Regions from separate parts of the Salmo salar genome. Here region 2 is linked to region 1. Evidence: chromatin contacts called from public Hi-C data. All regions are on one chromosome and are shown on one strand. The core of a region is the stretch at or near the end of the contact, and the rest is flanking DNA. Distances in the headings are between cores, read along the strand shown. Region 1 overlaps LOC106574720 (palmitoyltransferase ZDHHC14). Region 2 holds the start of LOC106574720 (palmitoyltransferase ZDHHC14).

Region 1 (7,428 bases), core at 890-3,389:
TACCATCGCTCAGTCAGACTGCTCTATCAAATCATAGAGTTAATTATAACATAATAACACACAGAAATACGAGCCTTTGGTCGTTAATATGGTCGAATCCGGAAACTATCATTTCGAAAACGAAACGTTTATTATTTCAGTGAAATACGGAACCATTCCATATTTTATCTAACGGGTGGCATCCCCAAGTCTAAATATTCCTGTTACATTGCACAACCTTCAATGTTATGTCATAATTATGTACAATTCTGGCAAATTAATTACGGCCTTTGTTAGGAATAAATGGACTTCACACAGTCCGCAATGAGCCAGGCGGCCCAAACTGCTGCATATATCCTGACTGCTTGCACGGATCGCTAGAGAAGTGACACAAATTCATGTTAGCAGGCAATATTAATTAAATATGCAGGTTTAAAAATATATACTTGTGTATTGATTTTAAAGAAAGGCATTGATGTTTATGGTTAGGTACATTGGTGCAACAACAGTGCTTTTTCCGCAAATGCGCTTGTTAAATCACCCGTTTGTCGAAGTAGGCTGTGATTCGATGAGAAATTAACAGGCACCGCATCAATTATATGCAAAGCAGGACACGTTACATAAACTAGTAATATCATCAACCATGTGTAGTTAACTAGTGATTATGTTAAGTTTGATTGTTTTTTTATAAGATAAGTTTAATGCTAGCTAGCAACTTACCTTGGCTTCTTGCTGCCCTCGCGTAACAGGTAGTCAGCCTGCCATGCAGGCTCCTCGTGGAGTGCAATGTAAGGCAGGTGGTTAGAGCATTGGACTAGTAACCGGAAGGTTGCAAAAACGAATCCCCCCTGAACAAGGCAGTTAACCCCTGTTCCTAGGCCATCATTGAAAATAAGAATGTGTTCTTAATCTGACTTGCCTAGTTACATAAAGGTGTAAAAAATACAAAAAAATACAAAAATACAAATTGGCGGCCAAAAATACAGATTACCGATTGTTATGAAAACTTGAAATCGGCCCTAATTAATCGGCCATTCCGATTAATCGGTCGACCTCTACTATAAAACTGTACATTTACAGATACCATTACGACCATGTCGGCGAAACCCTACTAGGTATGCAAAGATATTGTGAATCAGGGAGCTTTGGTGGTTGACTATCTAGCAGAGTTATGGCAGAGGCCTGTTCAATCACCATTCTCCAGATGGCAACACCTTGGGAGCCTGGCCATATCCACGGTGCTACAGAACCAGGGTGGCAGCCAGGGTCAGAAGGTGGGAGCCAGCACTCCCACCAACCTGGCTACACTATTATAAGCCTACCATTCTTTGGTGCTTGAGTGGAGGATGGGAGTCCAAAGTGGAAGCTAAGGATCCATCAATGTTCAAACACCAGCTGGTAAAAAAGTCTCTCTCAGCTTTCTGATAATCTCACGTCAACTAGCATAAATTCATGCAGCCAAAACTTAAAGAATTTTGGGGTGTGACTGACAGTCTTCCAATCCACTGGCTGTCTTTTCTGGGTGTCTTTTCTGGGTGGCTGCATCAGGTGGCTCCATGTGCCTTGCTTACTGGCCTGCCCCCAGGGCACACCCTGGTCAATGCCCATCCCCTTCCCAAGTTCCCGTCCCTCTGTAAGGCTGCTGCCAGGCCAGCTGGAGGACACTACATCCTGTAAGCCTTATTAATACCACGACTGGGCAGCAGTTGCTGTCGCCACACCAAATCTGGACCTGCTATAAAAAGTGATCAAGTAACAGTGAAACAGTGAAAGTAGCTCCTGTTGCACCAAGTTCCCAGAGCAGCAGAGAAAATGAGTTCCCTCAGAAAGTGAGGGTAAAAGTAGAGCCGTGTGGATGAAACATGGTGGTAGTGTCCTCTGTCCTGTTGTCTGGGACATCAGCTAGGGTCTACTCTGCACAATGGTGGGATAATAGCAGGGCTGGCTGGACTAATATCCCACGGTTCCTGTTCTGCCAGAGATGGACTAAATGTGATCTGCTGTGTGCCTGGAAATTGTGTGTGTGTGTGTGTGTGTGTGTGTGTGTGTGTGTGTGTGTGTGTGTGTGTGTGTGAGCACTGACTCTTCCACAGTCACATGCTGATAGAGCAGAGGGTATAGCAGAGTTACAGACCAGAGGCAGGTCATAGTGAGACTTTCTACAGCTCAACCAAGGGTGAGCATACCAACTCACTGACATCATCACCCTCTCTGACATAGAGTCTGGGAGAGAGGGAGACACACGATTAAATGCACTGGAGATGGTGTAGCAATGGAGTTGCAAAGACACTGACTATGAATGCATACAACCCACTACATGATGAAGCTCTCATTCCCATGAGGTAGAACAGACCCAGTGGATCCCCCTCCACCTGTGTCTGTTGAGAGATCATGTCGTTCTGAGCACAGCTGTCCCTGTGAGGAGAGATTACAGTGAGGAAGATGTACTCCAGAGGCCTGCTCCTGCCCTGCCTGACGATGTAATCCATTACCAGGCCAAATCCTCAGAGCCAAGTTTGAGCCCTGCTAGAGCTTGATATATATAGCCCATCACCACCATGACCCTGTAGTATAGAAGGCCAGAGTGGAACTAAGAGTCATTCACTCTGACCATAGCAGTCCAATAGTGTGTCCATCAATCTAGTGCCATTGTCTGCTTTTAATGATAGAAACCGCTAAGCAAGACAGAATGAAACTACAGTTTGAATGTTTTTCTCCTGTCATCATATGAATGGTACAGATACCTGCGGACGCTACCTGCCCCCTCTGCGGGAGGGTTAACCCAGGCTAGGATGAGCAAAGTGATTGCTCCTTTCTGCTCGATGCATCCAGGGCTTGTTAACCTCTTGGGTAGGGGGCAGTATTCTGAAGTTTGGATGACAAACGTGCCCAAAGTAAACTGCCTGTTACTCAGGCCCAAAAGCTAGGATATGCATATGCATGGTAGTATTGGATAAAAAAACTAAAGTTTCCAAAACTGTTAAAATAATGTCTGAGTATAACAGAACTGATATGGCAGGCAAAAATCCATCCAGGAAGTTGGATTTTTTTGGTGTGGGTAGTTTTCAATTGAATGCCTATAGAGTATCTAAATGGTTAGGACCCAGATTGCAGTTCCTATGGCTTCCACTAGATGTCAACAGTCTAGACATTGTTTCAGGCTTGTTTTCTGAAAAATGAAGAAGAATGAGACCATTTTGTAAGTGGACTGTAGAATCAAGCAGAGCTGGTTTGCGCGCGTGACCGATTGCACGCCCTTCGTTGTTTTTCCTTTCTAATGAAGACGCTATTGTCCGGTTTAAATATTATCGATTATTTAGACAATAGACAACCTGAGGATTAATTATAAACATCGTTTGACGTTTCGACGAACTTCACCGATACTATTAGGATGTATTCCGTCTGCATGTTTTGAACGCCTTTGAGCCAGTGGATTACTGAACAAAACTGAGTTTTTTTGATATAAAGAGGGACTTTATTGAACAAAATGAACATTTATTGTGTAGCTGGGACTCTTGTGACTGCAACCAGAAGAAGATCTTCAAAGGTAAGTGATTAATTTTAAATCGCTATTTCTGACTTTAGTAATTCCTTTACTAAAATGTTTGTATGCTTTTGTAAGCGGGGCGCTGTCCTCAGATAATCGCATGGTATGCTTTTGCCATAAAGCCTTTTTGAAATTTGACAAAGCAGCTGGATTAACAAGAAGTTCATCTTTAAGCCGATGTATAACACTTGTATTTTTATGAAAGTTTATTACGACTATTTCTGTATTTTGAATTTGGCGCTCTGCAATTTCACCGGATGTTGGCCAGGTGGGACGTTACCCCAGAGAGGTTAAACAGTATAAATCCCTGCACTATCTGAGAGCTAATCTGCACAGCATTGGAGAGAAAAGGTCAAATTGCTGTTGTGTTGTCATGTTGGAGTACCAGAAAGGAGGCGGAGGGAAAATAACAATACACACCAAACCGATTCATCCCACTTATCCAGGGTCCAACAGACAGCCCATACAAAACCATGAGGCTCAAAATAACTGTAGGAAGGCGGTCTGCTTTTCACATAGCTGAACAGATAATTGGATCAAACAAAGTCAAAAGCAATTGTGTTATATTAAAAAGTGAGCTTTAGTTCTCAGCACACCAACAACAACAAAAACAGACAACCAGAGGCCATACTAAGCTTACACTATTATTGTTTTGGGATAGGCCATTATCACTACTGATGTAGGATTCTAATTTGATCACTCTTTGTTGCTGATCATTTTTCTGCACAGCAGGAAATGCAGATGAGCTTCATGATTTACACAAATTCACCGAAAACTCACTAACACAAGGTCTTTTTTAAAAATATATATTTTTTACCTTTATTTAACTAGGCAAGTCAGTAAAGAACAGATTCTTATTTTCAATGACGGCCTAGGAACAGAAAGACAGATTTTTACCTTGTCAGCTCGGGGATTTGATCTTGCAACCTTTCGGTTACTAGTCCAACGCTCTAACCACTAGGCCAGGGGTCACCAACCTTTTTGAAACTGAGAGCTACTTCATGGGTACTGAGTCATACGAAGGGCTACCAGTTTGATACGCTCTTCTGAAATAAATTTGCTCAGTTTGCCTTTAGTTATACGTTATTAATAATGATTAATGATACTCATCTATGTGAAGACACTGATCACGTTAATAATTTCTCACAATAATTATCAACAATGACAATAAGGTGGGAAACAGATATCAATATTCAGCACTTTAATCTCAGTAATTGTTACATTTTCAGATGATCACTTACATCACTACATTTCATAGGAAAAATGTCCCATCTTCACTAGCCACTGACAAACCCTTTTAAATCATGAACTATGTTGCACTGTCTCAAAAAGTTATCAATTATGTAATGTTAGAAAAATCTAGTTATTTTTAAATAAATCTTTTCACATTTTGAACTAATGACCAAATGTGCTGCATTTTAAACACACTTTTAAATTGAACACAATTCTTCAATATTTTAATTCAACTTCGCCATGGCACTGCCATGTTGCCACTGACAACATCTGGTATCTGTTTCTTTGTTAGTGGGAAGACTGGCATTGCATGCTGTTCACCAGTGTATTGTAATCTGGTGTGTAACTTGACACTGCAATTGAGAGTGAGTCTTTCAGATGTGCATCAGTGAGGCGTGTTCTGTGTTTGTTCTTGATGAAGTTCATGTCAGAAAACGCTGATTCCCAGAGATTGGTTCAACCTAACAGGCTAGCAACCTTCATAGCTGCTGTGCATACTCCACTGTACTTCTCTGTGTCAACAAGGCACCAAAAGTTTGGTGCAGCCTGGTAGGCTTTGAGGTGGAGGTCATTTTGCAATGTTATGATTTCAATCTCCACCTGTCCAGCATCCAAGTTGAACATTGCACTTAGTTGCTCAGCAAAGAATGTTGTGTCCACATTCATGAAAGGATTGGAAATGAACGACACACATGGCTCAAGCTGATGAAGGTCACAAAACCTATTCTCAAACTCTTGCCCAAGTCTGTTTATGACTTTACAGTACTTTTCTGCAACTTTGTCAAATGTCTCAGATGCAGAAGGATTGTCTTTCAGCACCGACTGCACAGAGGGAAAGTGCAGCACCTTTCTTTTCTGTAAATCCACAGAGAAAATGTTCATCTTGGCTTTAAATGCATTTAAAGCACTTATCAGATCAACAACAGTCTTACCTTTGCCTTGCAGCTTACAGTTCAAGTCATTTAGTTTCCCAGTAATATCTGTCAAAAATGCAAGGTCAAGTGTCCACTCTGTGTCCTCTAGCAGTGAGACGTCTTCGCCTTTGGACTGAAAACGAAGTAAAACTCGTCCTCTGCTGAGCCATCGGATTTCTGTGTGTAGCAGCAGGTCACCATATTCAGCTGACATCTCCTCCAATAGCACCTTGAAAATCCTGTGCTGTTTTGCTTTGGAGCGGATGTTGTTTATGATTTTTACAACGGTTCACGTGCTCAAAGCCGATCACTTTTGTTTTCTTCGCTGCGCCCGCTAGCTTACTCTCCACGAGCACTGTTTTTTTCACGCGCACAATACTGACCTTTGAACTAGAGTAGGTCAGAGTTCACCTAAACTTATCTAAACTCATGTATAATGAAAATATTTTTAAGATATATATATATATATATATATATATATATATATATATAAAAATGACTATTTAAAAATGACTATATATATATAAATGCAAGTGTGATTAAAAAGAATAGCAACAGAATACAATTACATTTCAGACGCAGCTCACTAGTGAGTTGTGCTATTTTTAGACCAGGCCTGCGGGCGACTCATGTGGTCCCTGGGGGCGACCTGGTGCCCGCAGGCACCGTGTTGGTGACCCCTGCACTAGGCTATCTGCCGCCCAGGTTATATTAATAACAGTACTGCACTTTTCATGTTGCCAAATTTTGGCCAGCTAATAGTCTCACCACCAATCCAGCAACATTATGGACTAAACATTAAAATCCTGTTGCTGCAGGATTCTTTTGCTGCGACAATACTGGTCAAATTTTGATTCTACATCTGTAGTACACCAGAGTGGGCAGATGAATAAATCTCGCAGATGACCTGAATCTCTGGTCCCTACCGCTCGTATTTCTCCTTGCTCTGGAGAGCTCACACAGTAATGGAGGGTGATAAAGCATTCTGAGCCCTAAGCACTCATGTGTTTATCCCTGCCAATGCAGGCCAGATGCAAGGCTTGCTGATTGATTGAATTTACAACAAAAAGCAGGCTGGAGAGGCCTAATCCCTGCCTGTTTTGCACCAGCTAAAGTGAAGGGAAACCCACAGGACCTACTGTGACATGAAATCCATTCAAGGTGAGCTGGTCTCATCTGTAGGGAATGGACAAGGTTTAACAGTTTAATGCCTTAGAAAGAGACAGGTGCCTGAAAATGTAAAAGACATGAAGAGCAGTGGGAATCACGACGAAGAGTAAAACAAGGTAGGCCTAATTGTTTGAAAAGCACTAGGCTACACTACTGACCAAAGCGGTTTGACACAAGAAAAAAATCTAAATGCATTGACAAGTGGAAAGGTTTCAGGGGCAGTCTCTCAAGCCCTACACTGCGAGTCCATTTAGCCAGAAAAAGCAGATAGAGACATGTCAAATCTCTAGGAAACAAAAATGAATGTCCAAAATCGTTACTGGAGCTCTTTTCATCTACCCATTCAATCTGGCTTCCATTCAGTCTGATTGGTCACACATATCGCATTGAGGAATCCAGCAATTACCAGAGCTAATAAGAAATCACTAGGGATGTGAAGCGCTTTACAAGGCTCATGTGAGGCCATATCTCCACAACCCATCACTGCGAAGCAAGGTCGGCGTAGCTTTCAAGACTTTCTTGGAAATTTGAAAGCATTTCTGCTCTGTGCTTTTCCTGTCAAACTGTTCATGATAATCTGATCCA
Region 2 (7,331 bases), core at 1,233-3,732, 38 kb after region 1:
CGTTTTAGAAGAAGAGGGTAAACCAGTCCGGCAGGGGAAATCTAGAACAAGAGAGGAAGCAATGGCGAAAGAGCGAGAGAGAAAAAAAAAAGATCAAATGGTCGAGACAAAGATGCACGCCTACATCAGAAACCTCCGTTGTTTAGCATCTCTTAGCTGGTAAGTGTGATCAGTAACAACGAGAGAGAGAGAGGTTGTATATAACAAATATTTTAACGAAACTGAAATTAATTTATTTGGAAGGATGACCTCCTCACGTTTATTCAGTCTACATGAATGGACATGTATCGTATGATAGATTCATTCAAACAGACCCTGTGATGACAGAAACTAGAACAGCCACACCTTTTCAAAGGAAACCAGACAGGTGTTACCATGATGAGTAACTCAGGAGACAAAAGGACATCAAGTGGGCTGTCCCTGTCAGTAAGAATGATGCATGAGAGTTAAGACAAGAAGCTATGCTATCTACTCCATATTAATTGCTGAGAGACTTCCAGAAATAGGTCAGACTAAACATTAAAGCTGAGCTAACAGAATTACAAGGCTTATTACAACTCTGCCAACTCCTACTCAATGTGACAGCACAAGGTGAAAGAGCACCTTGAGGAAGAGTGAGGGAGCCCATCTCATCCACATACAGGCTACCACTGGCTAATTAACAGTGACAGGTTGGACCATAAACCCTGGCTCTTTGTTAGCTACAGCCCCAATGCCCTGTTCATAGGCAATGTGGGCCAAAGGATGGCAAAACATAGGGAAAAACCTTTAGCTACTTACTCAAAAGTGAAGAAGAGTCCACTTGTGATGAGAATGAGGACTAGGGTGAGGTAGAAAACCCCTGTCTGTCTGGCCATCATGATCCTACCATTGCAGTAAAATTTATTCCGCCCCGGGAAGGCTTGCCACTTCCTCTTTTTGGGGGTCCTCTTCTTGTATGGAGTTTCCATCGGGGTTGAGCTGCGAGTGCTGATCTGGCTGTATTCGCACTCTCGCATAGGCTCAGCCACCCCGAGTTGCAGCATCAATGGTCACTCAGTGAGATCCCCTCCACAGTTGAAGCAGTCCAGGACCAGGAGCACCGCTGAAATGAAAGCAACAGAACTGTGATGTTATTTTACTGGAAAAATAGTGGTCTGATTATAGCCTGGTCCCAGATCTGTGTGTGGAGTATACAGTCAACTCCTATGTTGTCATGCCAGACAGACAATTAATAGTTGTTGGCAAAACAATATAAACAGATCTGGGATCAGTCTGATTATAGGATCACATTCAATGTTTTGCAGATGATGTTTTAAGGAGCCAGTATAGGGTTAGCTTGCTACCATTTTAGAGTTCATGTTTTAACAGCTAGCTATGGTTTTATTCGTTTATGGGCTATGGTGAGTGTATGTAGCTAGTAATGACGAGCACACAAACGTTTCCAGCATGACATCCAGACCTACTTGGCTATCCATCTTACTAGGCTACATAACTAACTAGCTAAGTAACGTTAGTTAGCTACCAGTGACAGCTTCTCACATGCTTGAAACTTTTCACTAGCTAGCAACTAACACGGTTGCAATTAATGGTTTAATCAAATATACTTAGCTAATAAGTCTTGGCCCTAGCTAGCTAACTGAACTAGCTAACTACCTACCTACCATGATCAAATAAACAAACGTTAACTAGCTAACGCTAGTTAGGTAATGTTATCTGAAATCACCCAGCAACATGACTTTACTATTGACTAGGTATAGACAGCTAACGTCAGCTAGCTAGCAAAAAGAAAATGCAGCCAAGTAACTAGATCTAGTTAGCTAGGCTAACGTTAGCTCGAGAGCAAACTTCTGAGTGTTCTGTCGTTTCCTGTGAGCCAACACCCGTTTTCATTCACCAAGCATTACGGGCACATCCCGAACAGCATAGCATCACAGAAACCCTACAGTTTTGACATTCCTCTGGACAGCTCACCAAAGAAAGTCGACACTGCTGGTACGCCACTTTTATCTGGTCTCCTTATCCGTGTTTGTTGCAAACTGCAGTCGAAAGCAATATCATAATTTCTCTCGGAATTACAAAAGGCTGGTATGAAAATATCAAACACTTCAATCATGGAAAGTCAGAGGATAGTCTGGGTAGGTCCCACGCCACACCATTTCAAACTCAACCACAGTAGAAAGACAGCGCGAGTGATTTTCAGACAAGTTTGCGTGTGATACGAAAAATCAGAACGCCGCTTGCAGGTCCAATTTCCATCTACAGTTGCTACATCTGGGGATAGTCACACAATTATGTCACGTACTCGTTCGCTTGCGTAGTGAAAAGTTGCACCATTCCCAGCAAGGCTGCTGAAACATCGGGATATCCCACTGTGTTTGTTCGGAAAGCATTCACACTGTTGTCTCCATCACGTTGCGCTGTTCATTGCAACTAACAAACAACAACATACCGAGCACACATCCCGCCCTCCTCGAAACACATTCTTCTTCGTGTGAATTTCTGGCAGACCAGACGTTGTGTTTGAGTATTGCTGCCTTTCGGAGGTCGGAGTGCATATTGCACATTTATCACAAAAAAGGGAAAGGGGAAGATTATAAATTGCACCACCATCTAACCCTGCAACTGTCTATCCCCAAAACCCACCACCCATCCCACGACTTTGGCCCTAAACGATCCTACACCAGGCCATCAGCCTGGGAGGATGAAACCCCTTCTCTCAAAACTCCCTGTAGATCTTCTGCACTAAAATCTCTCAGACCCAAATATTTCTCTGCTGCTGCAACTACCACACCTATCTTCTGTGATGTCCACTCCATCCGTGCAGTTCAGTTAATCACCATGGCTATAATAAAGCACTGCTCTGTTTTCTTGACATAGCTATCAACAAAACAAGTCCTACAGGCTCTAGTTGTGTTGCACCGGTACTACTGCCCTGTCATATGGTCAAGTGCCACAAAGAGGGACATACAGTACCAGTCAAAAGTTTGGACACACCTACTCACACCTACTCTTTATTTTTACTACGTTCTACATTGTAGAATAATTGTGAACCAAAAAGTGTTAAACAAATCAAAATATATTTTAGATTCTTCAAAGTAGCCAACCTTTGACTTGATGACAGCTTTGCACACTCTTGGCATTCTCTCAACCAGCATCATGAGGAATGCTTTTTCAACAGTCTTGAAGGAGTTCCCATATATGCCGAGCACTTGTTGGCAGCTTTTCCTTCACTCTGCGGTCCAACTCATCCCAAACCATCTCAAATGGGTTGAGGTCGGGTGATTGTGGAGGCCAGGTCATCTGATGCAGCACTCCATCACTCTCCTTCTTGATCAAATAACCCTTACACAGCATGGAGGTGTGTTTTGGGTCATTGTCCTGTTGAAAAACAAATGATAGTCCCACTAAGCGCAAACCAGATAGGACGGCGTATTGCTGCAGAATGCTGTGTTAGTCATGCTGGTTAAGTGTGTCTTGGATTCTAAATAAATCACAGATAGGGGTAAAAAATAATTGTATACATTTTAGAATAAGGCTGTAACGTAACAAAATGTGGAACAAGGGAAGGGGTCTGAATACTTTCCGAATGCACTGTATGGGTTGGATAGATCCACTTTTTCCAAAAAAGCATGGATCCACTTTTTCATCTCTCGTAGGATTCTCAGGGCAAACGTTAGAAATCTCTACCACCAAACCTGTCTCCACAGGTTGACCTTCATCCTGGTCAGGTTCATTTTCAAAGGACTCATTACTGCCGACTGACTCCATCTCATGATTCTCAGACCAATGGGATCCAACATCCTCAAGATGCTCAAGCAATAAAGTGGATTTAATTTTACTTGTCTTTTATTCAGGGGACGAAGGTTTGTACTTAGCACCATGGTTTTACATTTTTCGTGTCTTCACACTTCTTTCCTGCTGTGACACATCCCCTCTGAGCTCTTCATCTTGGTCAGTGGATAGCAAATACATGAATTGGTGGATAGCTGTGCAACAGGAATTATGGGGAACGTAGTAGCCCATTGATCTCATTGATTGCACATCTGGAAAGAAAATAAACACAAATGTCCAATGCCTGAATAATCCAAAAAAAGAACATTCATATATTATCTACAGCTTCACTAATAGAACAAATATAATCAATAGATCATGAAAATTATGCCCTTTTAGATCCTGAATTCTAGTCTACCATGTTTACATTAACAGGGGAGTCATTGTCACGTGTGCTCCCTCTCCGGCCTCTAGGTCACCAGGCTGCTCATTATGGCGCACACCTGTCACCATCGTCATGCACATCAGCGCATAATGACACTCACCTAGACTCCATCATCTCCTTTACCTGCCCTATATATGTCACTCCCTTTGGTTCCTTCCCCAGATGTCATTGTTTTTGTTTCATGTCTGTGTGTTGTTTGTGGTTCTTGTTTTGTACTATGTTTCATTCATTTATTAAATTATTCACTCCCTGAACTTGCTTCCTGACTCCCAGCACACACGTTACAGTCATATTTGTGTACCCATAAGGTAGTCCAAACCAGCTGTCATACAGACATGCCCTCTAATGCCAGCCTCGTCATGTGATGCTGCAAGTTCCTGAGGTTCTGCTTTGGTCAAGGTCATGTCATTTTTCTGGGTTCTTCACTCCCCCATACCACCTACACACCACAGCCATCCTTAACATCTCCTAGTCTGAACAATCCCTCTGGCTTCCAGCTTGATTCACTCGATCACTCTCACAGCCCTCCTACACATCTCCAAGTCTGAACAATGCCTCTGGCTTCCAGCTTGATTCACTCAATCACTCCCACTGTCCTACAAACATGTCCTTGTTCAGTCAATGCTCCTCTTTCACAGGCAGGCTTAGAGAACTCCCTGTCTGAGTCATTGGGCATACATACATATTATCAACAGGTCTCTCAGCGGTGAGAAATAGACTCAGAGAGAGCACAGGAAGTTGTTTTTCATGTACTGTATGAGAACCTGAGTGGGCTTAGATCACTACTTTCCACTATTGAGTAGAAATGAGATTGGAAAAGGAGCTCAATCTGCTCATTAGACTCTCAGAGTAGTGGTGCACATAGCCTATACATCATTCTTTATGACTTTAAAGACATCTCCACAGGTTTTTTCATATACAATACATTGGAAATACAATTTTATGTTCATAGTAAAATGTGGATATAGTGCCTTCAGAAAGTATTCATACCCCTTGACTTATTTCACATTTTGTTGTGTTACAGCCTGAATTCAAAATGAATTAAATTGTTTTTTCTCACCTGTCTACACATAATAACAAAATGAAAGCATGTTTTTAGAAATGTTAACTAATTTATTTACTACAATGTTGTTGATCCATCCTCAGTTTTCTCCTATCACAGCCATTAAAGTATGTAACTGTTTCACTATTGGCCTCATGGAGAAATCCCTGAGCGGTTTCCTTCCTCTCCGGCAACTGAGTTAGGAAGAACACCTGTATCTTTGTAGTGACTGGGTGTATTGATACACCATCCAAAGTGTAATTAATAACTTCACCATGCTCAAATGGATATTCAATGTCTGCTTTTTTTATCTACCAATAGGTGCCCTTCTTTGCGAGGCATTGGAAAACCTCCCTGGTCTTTGTGGTTTAATTTGTGTTTGAAATTCACTGCTCAACTGATAATTGTATGTGTGGGGTACAGCGATGAGGTAGTCATTCAAAAATCCTGTTAAACACTATTATTGCAACTTATTATATGAGTTGTTAAGCAAATTTTTATTCCTGAACTTATTTAGGCTTGCCATAATAAAGGGGTTGAATACTTATTGACTCCAGACATTTCATTTCAGCATTTCCACTTTGACATTATGGGGTATTGTGTGTGTAGGCCAGTGACACAACATCTAAATTTAATCTATTTAAAATTCAGTCTGTAACACAACAAAATGTGGAAAATGTCTAGGGATGTGAATACTTTCTGAAGGTAGTTGTAACATTTACTGTACATATAGACTGATCAGCAGTCTCAGGAGGTATTGCCATGAAACACATTTCCAATCAAACAGCATTTGGATGTTATAATCCAAAACACTTTCATACTAGTGGATTACATCATATGAAACATATATACAGTATAATGAGGCTGACATAGTGGATAAAGCTGTTGTATGCATTCTCAAACTCGGTCTTCGGACCCCAAGGGGTGCATATTTAGTTTTTGGCCTAACGCTACACAGCTAATTCAAATGATCAAAGTTTGATGATTAGTTGATTATTTGAATCAGCTGTGTAGTGCTAGGGCAAAAAACTAAATATGCACCCCTTGGGGTCCGAAGACCGAGTTTGGGAAATCCTGAAATATACAAAGAATCCCCATTTTTACAGACTGATTTCCCCCAAAAGATATTCAAAAACTACACACACACACACACACACACACACACACACACACACACACACACACACACACACACACACACACACACACACACACACACACACACACACACACACACACACACACACACAATATTGTGTTATGTAGATATTGTCAGAACACTCTTTCACTCACCTCCAGTATTGGTGAGAGGCGGGAGGCTGCTGGGAGGATGGTTGGAGGCTGCTGGGAGGGTGGCGGGAGGCTGCTGGGAGGCTGCTGGGAAGCTGGTGGGAGGCTGCTGGGAGGCTGGCGGGAGGCTGCTCGGAGGCTGCTGGGAGGCTGGTGGGAGGCTGCTGGGAGGCTTGTGGGAGGCTGGTGGGAGGGAGCCAGCCAGGCCAGCAGCAGCTCTGGCACCACTTCCAGCATTGCTGTCAGAGCTATGACTCAGCCACTCAGAAGCAGCGCTGTGTGGGAGGCCTACTGCTGTGGTGGTGGGCCCTGAGTGAAAATCCAATACATTTACAGTACAACTACCCACATTCTGACACAATCTGTGCCATGTTCTACATTCTGAACTAAGGTATCTTATTAAGTGGTGCTCTGAATCATAGTATTTCATTCGAACAGGACAGTCTGCTTACAAACAACCAACACAGACTGCCAAAGGACAGGTACAGTAGTTTGAGAATTGTAAGGAAGGACGTTTTAGGTATACGAAGTACCTCACAGGCACTATTATGAAAAAATATATACTGTGGGTTCTTATCTGCTTCCCGAGTTTGGCTCTGCATAAGAAGTCTTATAATCGTCCCTTTAAAATCAAACCTGAAATGAGATGATGACATCTAATGAGCCCATCCATGTCAGTAACTGGAATGGTGTTCTTAAGGCAGTTCAAAATAAGATCATCAACTATCATCCAGAGGCCAAATTACAATTCTGGGAAAGATCTAAGTGCTTTATTTGAGCAATAAATAACCACAGAGGGTA

The links. Hi-C and Micro-C count contacts between places; a contact is called where the count stands out from the background.
Region 2: a Hi-C map of muscle shows a contact between it and region 1, with 3 times the contacts expected there. The contact joins the promoter of LOC106574720 here to the enhancer-like site in region 1. A contact is called at or near these places in 2 of 3 Hi-C or Micro-C datasets (gill and muscle).

What each region holds. Positions count from the first base shown.
Region 1 is chrssa01:21,324,537-21,331,964 of Ssal_v3.1, forward strand. The region is part of intron 2 of LOC106574720 (palmitoyltransferase ZDHHC14); the gene reads right to left. Among protein-coding and RNA genes, the nearest start is that of LOC106574720, 36 kb to the right of the region's middle. Within about 2 kb of position 2,140, at least 1 of the 13 cell types and tissues checked has an H3K27ac peak or open chromatin away from gene starts, as enhancers often do. A contact at or near this core is called in muscle, where this site is marked.
Region 2 is chrssa01:21,362,084-21,369,414 of Ssal_v3.1, forward strand. It overlaps LOC106574720 (palmitoyltransferase ZDHHC14), which reads right to left and starts at 2,483. Exons shown (of 10, transcript XM_014150770.2): 1 at 2,285-2,483; 2 at 781-1,084. The coding sequence starts at 1,025.